Linked DNA regions of Macaca mulatta: region 1 is linked to region 2. Evidence: chromatin contacts called from public Hi-C data. All regions are on one chromosome and are shown on one strand. The core of a region is the stretch at or near the end of the contact, and the rest is flanking DNA. Distances in the headings are between cores, read along the strand shown.

Evidence for each region. Hi-C and Micro-C count contacts between places; a contact is called where the count stands out from the background.
Region 1: a Hi-C map of CD4 T cells shows a contact between it and region 2, with 3 times the contacts expected there. The contact joins the promoter of ATP6V0C here to the promoter of CASKIN1 in region 2. A contact is called at or near these places in 2 of 14 Hi-C or Micro-C datasets (CD4 T cells and liver).

What each region holds. Positions count from the first base shown.
Region 1 is chr20:3,753,801-3,756,888 of T2T-MMU8v2.0, reverse strand. It overlaps ATP6V0C (ATPase H+ transporting V0 subunit c), which reads right to left and starts at 1,566. Exons shown (of 3, transcript XM_015125387.3): 1 at 1,336-1,566. The coding sequence starts at 1,414.
Region 2 is chr20:3,426,793-3,429,959 of T2T-MMU8v2.0, reverse strand. CASKIN1 (CASK interacting protein 1) reads left to right here and starts at 1,705. Exons shown (of 19, transcript XR_013411324.1): 1 at 1,705-1,951.

The DNA.
Region 1 (3,088 bases), core at 317-2,816, 330 kb before region 2:
CCACTTCTTCCACCACAAATGACCTCTTACTTGCACATGATGGGAAGGGCAGGGCTTACTCGCGAATGGCAGACAGGCCCAGGCAGAGGGAGGCCCCCAAGAAGCAGAGAGCCCCAAGCCCCCACCCCGCAGGTGTTTACAGTCAGCAGAGACTGTTTGGAGTTCAAACCCTCCACATACCTGCACTAGGAGCCTCCCCAGGCCACCAGGCAGGGTGGGGCAGGGCAGGGTCATCAAAGCTAAAACCAGACCTAACCACGGAGGCGGAGACCAGACCAGGCCAGGCCAGTCCACGGAGGCTGAGACTGGGTCAGAACTTAACTCGTGGGACCCACATTCCTGGGCCTAGCCCTAGACCAAGTGCCATTCTCCCAAGGAGACCAACTGTCACTAAATTGGACGCCCAGGACCTGTCAACGCCTAATTTCAAAAGCAGGGTGCCATCAAGAACCCTAGAAGGCCCCTTCTCCAAGCCCAGGGAAGCCCCTCCCAATTTCAGGCCCCAGGGAAGGAAGAGAAGGTCATTCATTCATCCCTCCATTCATTAGGACCAGAACTGGAAGCCTCAGTCCAGAAGGCAACCACTCGATCCTATAAACTCAGACATCCATGCCACCCTCTCACCCACCTCAGAGCATAGACCCTCTGCAAGCTACACAGCCCCGCCAGCGCCGACACTGTCTCCCAGCTCCCTCCACTTCCACATACTCCCACCCCTGGGTCTCCGCGGGCTCTCCGAACCAAGCCCTCAGCCCAGCTTTCCCAAACAGCCCACACAGCGACACGGGTATTGGGCAACCGTAACCAGCTCCAACCGGAAGCACCTGCCTGTGCGTGAGACCCACCTGACCCCGGGGGCCGGCCGCCACAAGGGCGAGGGCTGTGGACCTCCCATGGGGAACATGGGCTCCCCACCGGCCGGAAAGCTCCAGGAACCCTTCTCCGGGGCGCTCCTGGGCCCGACCCGCGCCGCCGCCCGCGCACTGGGGCCTTCGAGGTGTGATGTCACCTGCCCGCAGAATCGGCCCGTGCGCCGCCCCCCTCGCGCTCCCACCCTAGCCTCCCTCTCGCCGCTCCCGGGGCTAAGATGGCAGCGGCGCCGCCGCCCCACCCCCGCACCCTCACGACCCGGCTGGCAGGGCCGCCGGCCTGGACCCCCGGCGGCTCCTAGCAGCCCTCGGGGCGCCGACCCCCGCCCGCTGCCACGCGAGGCCCAGGCGCCCCCGACTGCTCGGCATTACGTCAGAGTGACGTCACACACCGGACCCCAGAGAGCTGCGGGCATGAGCAACGCGCGCGCCCCCGCCCCAGGGTCCCTCCCGCCTCGGCGCTCACCGCTGAAGACCATGGCGGCCGAGGCGCCCATGACGGCGAAAAACGAAGCATACTCAGGGCCGCTCTTGGACTCGGACATATCTGCAGGTGGGGAGAGGGCGAGCTCTGCGGGCCGAGGCGGTGGCGAAGGCGGGGGCGAGGACGGGCCGGGAGCTAAAGCGAGGAGGCGGGCGGCGGCGAAGGCGATCCGGCCCGTCAGCCGCTGCGCTCTAAATACCAGCACCGCAGAACAAAATGGCGGCCGCGGCCGCGTCACATGACCTGGGCCCCGCCCCTGCGGGCGGTACCACTTCGTACCGTGGGGGAGACGCGGCCTGGACGCCCGGGCGGCCCGTTGACCTCCGCCGGGCTGTGCCTCCAGCCCAGCGACCCGGTCCCGGCGCCCGGCCACGCCCCGCCTCGGCCTCCGCGGGTGTTGCCGGGCGCCGCCGGCCTTTGGATCCCCGCAGCGTTGGACCGGTCTCGCATCGGGGCGGGGCGGTTTGTACTCATTAGCATATGGGGCGGGGCCTCTCTGTGCCCCGCCTCCTCTGCGGCTGCACGACGTCTGCAGGTGTTCGGTTCCCAGCGACGCTTTTCTTTGCACCCCTGGCGTGAAGCCGCAGGCCGTGGTTTCGCGGCCTTGCCCCCAAGGCGGTGCCTGACTCCTCCGGGCGCTGGTCTTCCAGGATCTCCCTACCAATCCTGGGCGAGCTAAGGGTCCCAGCAGATGTGTGGGGTGCGGGCCTCCTCTGCCGCAGCGTCAGGAAAAACCCCCAGCCCACAGCTGTGAAGTCCCAGCCCGTGGCTGCAGCCCTTCTGTGTCCCCAGGTCACCTCCATCCACCCTGTCCCCAGTCTCCTCCAGACCCAGACCCACTGCCTCTGACCCAGCGGTTGGTGACTTCACCTCTCGCTTCGGAGAAAAAGGACCCCCTCCCCGGACCTGTCTCTGCCCTTGCATCAGGGACCCAAACATTAGTGGGGTGTGTCTCTGCCCCTCAAGATGTAGGCATGACTGGTGGAAGCCCTGTCGGAACTGCGACCTCTTGAGGCCCCCCAGGCTCTGCACATTCTGGCGTCTCGGTCCTCCCACCTGTCCTTGCAGCCACCCACGCACGCAAAGCCTACACCTTCAGGGCCATCTTTCTGGAGCAGTTGGAGCGGTTCCCGCAGCAGTGAAAGCAGCCCAGCCAGGGCTGGTGCTGCCCTACTGATCCTGTGTGGCAGTCCCTGGCACCCCCTCTGCCTGATCTCCACTCCCCCTTTCAGGGGCCCTGGGCAGCTGCCACAAGGCCTGGGTGTCCTTTGAGCTCTAAGGCCTCATCCTGGGTTAGAGCTCTCCCTGAGTAGCCTGGATGTCAGCTCATCACCTTCTCCATGTAGGCAATGGGGTCATGGCCCCTGACCTGGCCCTCCTGCTGGACTCAGCCCCACCTTCCCCAGCAGGAGCCTCCCTTGAGCCCCTTCCCCAGGCTAACCTGGACCTGGACTCTTGGAACTTGCAGCCCGTGAAAGTCCCCAAGTCTGTCCTGGTTCAAAGGAGAGGAGGCAACAGATATGGCCAGAGGCCCTTTTTGCTCCTCCTCTTTCTTGCCCGACCCTTGTTTCTGAGAAGAGGAATCTTCACTCTGTCTCCACCTCCTCACCTGCCCTTCCCTCCCCGGCTCCTTGCCCTTGCCAAGGTCACCGGTGACCGCCATTTCTCTAAGCAGAAGGACATGTCAGGCTTTTCAAGTGGACCTCTGTGCTGCGTGGCCTGCCACCCTCTCCAC
Region 2 (3,167 bases), core at 456-2,955:
AGTTCGAGACCAGCCTAGGTAACATACTGAGACCTCATCTCTACTAAAAATCAAAAAAATTAGCCGGGTGCTACTCAGGAGGCTGAGGCAGGAGAATCGCTTGAGCCTGGGATGTTGAGGCTGCAATGAGCTATGATGGCGTCACTGCGCCCCCAGCCTGGATGACAGAGCAAGACTCTGTCTCAAAGAAAAAAAAAGAATGACAAAGTGACCAGCTCATGATCACAAACCACTAAGAGGGGGAATAGGACACATCCAGAGGTGCAGGTGCAAAGCCCAGACTCACAACCTCAAGACTCTGGGACCCCAGGTGAGTCCCTTGGCTTCTCTAAGCCTCAGTTCCTTCATCTGTAAAATGGGGACAGTGAGTCCAACCTCATCTAGGAGGTGACCAGCACAGTACCTGACCCAGAAGGTATGCAACTGGTCGTTGGAAAGGGCAAGAGGAAAGGCCCTAGCATTTGTGGACCCCCCTGGGAGTGCTGGAAGACCGAGGGCTGCTACCTGAACCTAACAGGAGACCCCACGGAGGGAACAGAAAACGGCCAGCTGCCCACAAGGATGCCGGGACCCCGGTGCCTGTCACCTTCCCTGTTCCTGCTCTCTGAACTTCTCCGTCCCCCTGGACCTGCTCAATGATCTGGGGCCACAGGCAGTGGGGTGCCAGGCCACGCCTCATAGAATGGGTGCGACCCTCTCCAAATTCTCCAAACGGCCTTGCCCGCTTGGGTGATGAGGGAAACGGAGCCTGAGCCGGGACTCAGACCCCCACTGATCTGCCTCTAGAATGCTGCAGGCCTGATGGGAGAGGGTCTGAGGCACAGGGTGGCCCCAGCCTTCAGCCAGGAGCTCAGAGGGTGACAAGTCAGGGCCTCCAGCACCCAGGAAGCAGGACCCATCTGCCTGGGCTGCAGGCTGGAGAGTGGGCAGACCTGGGCCGGGGGCACGTTGGTGCCGGAGGGAGGTTCCAGTTCCGTGTGGGTGGAGATGGAGGCGACCCCCAGTCGGTGCCGGGAGTGGGGAGTTGAGCTCCCTCAGTGGGGGCGGTGGGGGCTACCTTGGGGTCGGGCTTCGGACTGAGGCTGGGGGAAGCTGTGGCGCCCGCATTATTTGCGGAGAGGAGCAGGAGGATGCTTGGGGGTTGGGGGTGCGGGTTCCCTGACACCGAATTCATTATTGGGAGATTCCTCTTCACAATCCCTCGACACCTCCCACGGGAACCCGGGGCCAGGAACGCCTGACAGCCTGGCGGGCCGGCTCCAGGGCCACTGGCGCCCGGGTCTCTCGGCGCCCGGTCCCCGCCCGCCCGCTGCCTCGGAACCCTCCCCCGCGGGTCCCGCAGCCTCTGGAAGCCTCTCTGGGCTCAGCCCCGCGCCGCCGCCGCGTCGGGGCTCCGAGTGCACCCCCGGCAGCTGCGTCCCCAGCCCGACTAGCCTCCCCAGGCCGCCCGCATCCGCAAAGGCCTGGCCTGAGCGCGCGGCGCGCACGTGGGGAGGGGGCGTCCCGGGGCGGGCGCGGGGAGGGCGGAGCCACGGGCCCGGGCGCGCGGCCGGCGCGGGCTGACGGAGGTCGGCGGCCCGGGAGCGGACCCCGGCGTCCGGGAGGCGGCGCCAGGTGCCGCGCCCCCGCCCCGCGCCCGCCGCGCGCCCCCGCCCCCGGGCCGCCCCCCGCCCGTGACGCGCTCCCCGCCCCCTCCGCGCCGGGAGCCCGAGCCCAAGCCGGAGCCCGAGGAGGGCGAAGGGGCGGCGGGCGGCGAGGAGGCGGCGCGGGAGGCGGCCGGTGCCGCGGGGCCGCCGCCGCCTCTGAGCCGCGCCGAGCGCACGAGCGCAGCCGCGTCGCTGCGGCCCCGGCCGCGCCATGGGGAAGGAGCAGGAGCTGGTGCAGGCGGTGAAGGCGGAGGACGTAGGGACCGCGCAGAGGCTGCTGCAGAGGCCGCGGCCCGGGAAGGCCAGTGAGTGCCGGGGGCGCGGGGCGCGGGGCGCGGGCGGGAGCCCCGGGGGCCCCTCCCCGGCGCAGAGCCCCCCACCCCTCCCGGCGCCGGGCGGGGAGGGGACGCTGTCGGGTCCCCGGGGGCGGGGCGGGGCCAGCAGCGCCTAGACCCTTGGTCCGTGCCCCCCACCCGCTGTCCCCAGCACTGGAGATGGGGCGGCCCGGAGAGCCGGCCGTCACCCTGAGCCCCCCAGCGGGCACCTGGCGGCACCCGCCTCCCGGGCCGCGGGCGTTCGCATCCCTCCCTCCCTACCTCTGTCCCCCTCCCTTCTCAGGCTGCGGGCTGACAGCTGGAGGTCTCTGCTGGGGCCTTCAAAGGGCGAGGCGGATGCCCCCCCCACCACACGCACCGGGCAGACAGTGAGGGGGCCCCTGCGGGGAGGGGCGACTCGGGAGCTGACAGTCCCTGGCAGACCCCCTCCCCGCCCCACGTTTAATAACACGCTTTGCAGGGAAGGTGGGGGGCAGGATCACGCTGGGGGTGTGGCTGCCCTGACATGGCCGGTGGGGGGCCATTTACTTATGGGAGAGCGGAGGCCCAAGGTCGCCCAGCCCAGGGCAGGCTGGACTCCAGGCAGGGCCGGCCTGGGGGCAAGGGCTTGGGGCCCTGCTCAGCCAAGCTCCAGCCGACCCAGGTCCCCGGCTTCCCTGCTGGGAAAGGAGGCCATGAGGGAGTGGGGGACCACCATTGGCTATCCCCAGCTTGCCCTGTGGGGGCCCCAGGAAAGGGCTGGGAGCTTGGAGCCCTGATCCCAGCACTGATCCTGGCTCAGCGCGTAGCCTCCCTGGGGGCCGCGGGAGATGGATGGATGGGCGTGTGGACCAGCCGCGTGTGCGGCTGCGCACGTATAGCCGTGTCAGTGTGTCAGGGCACCTGTGTAGGCACGGACAGGGCTCTGCAGGTCGGCATGTGGGGTCTGGGCGTCCTCCCTCCTCCCTCCACCCCCACAGGCTGTAAGACAGGGAGTCCTCCTCCCCTTCCTCCAGGGGGATGCCAAGAACTGGGACTGGCTTCTGGGAGGTCGGTGGGGGGAACCTAGAGTCCCAGCAGGACCCCCGCACTCCTGCACTTGACCAGCGGCCCATGACTGGCCAGCTCCTGTCCACTGTGTGCAGTAAGAGAAAGGGGACACCGGTGCCTTTGCAGGCTGGCCCCCGAGCTGATTTCAGGTCCCTGG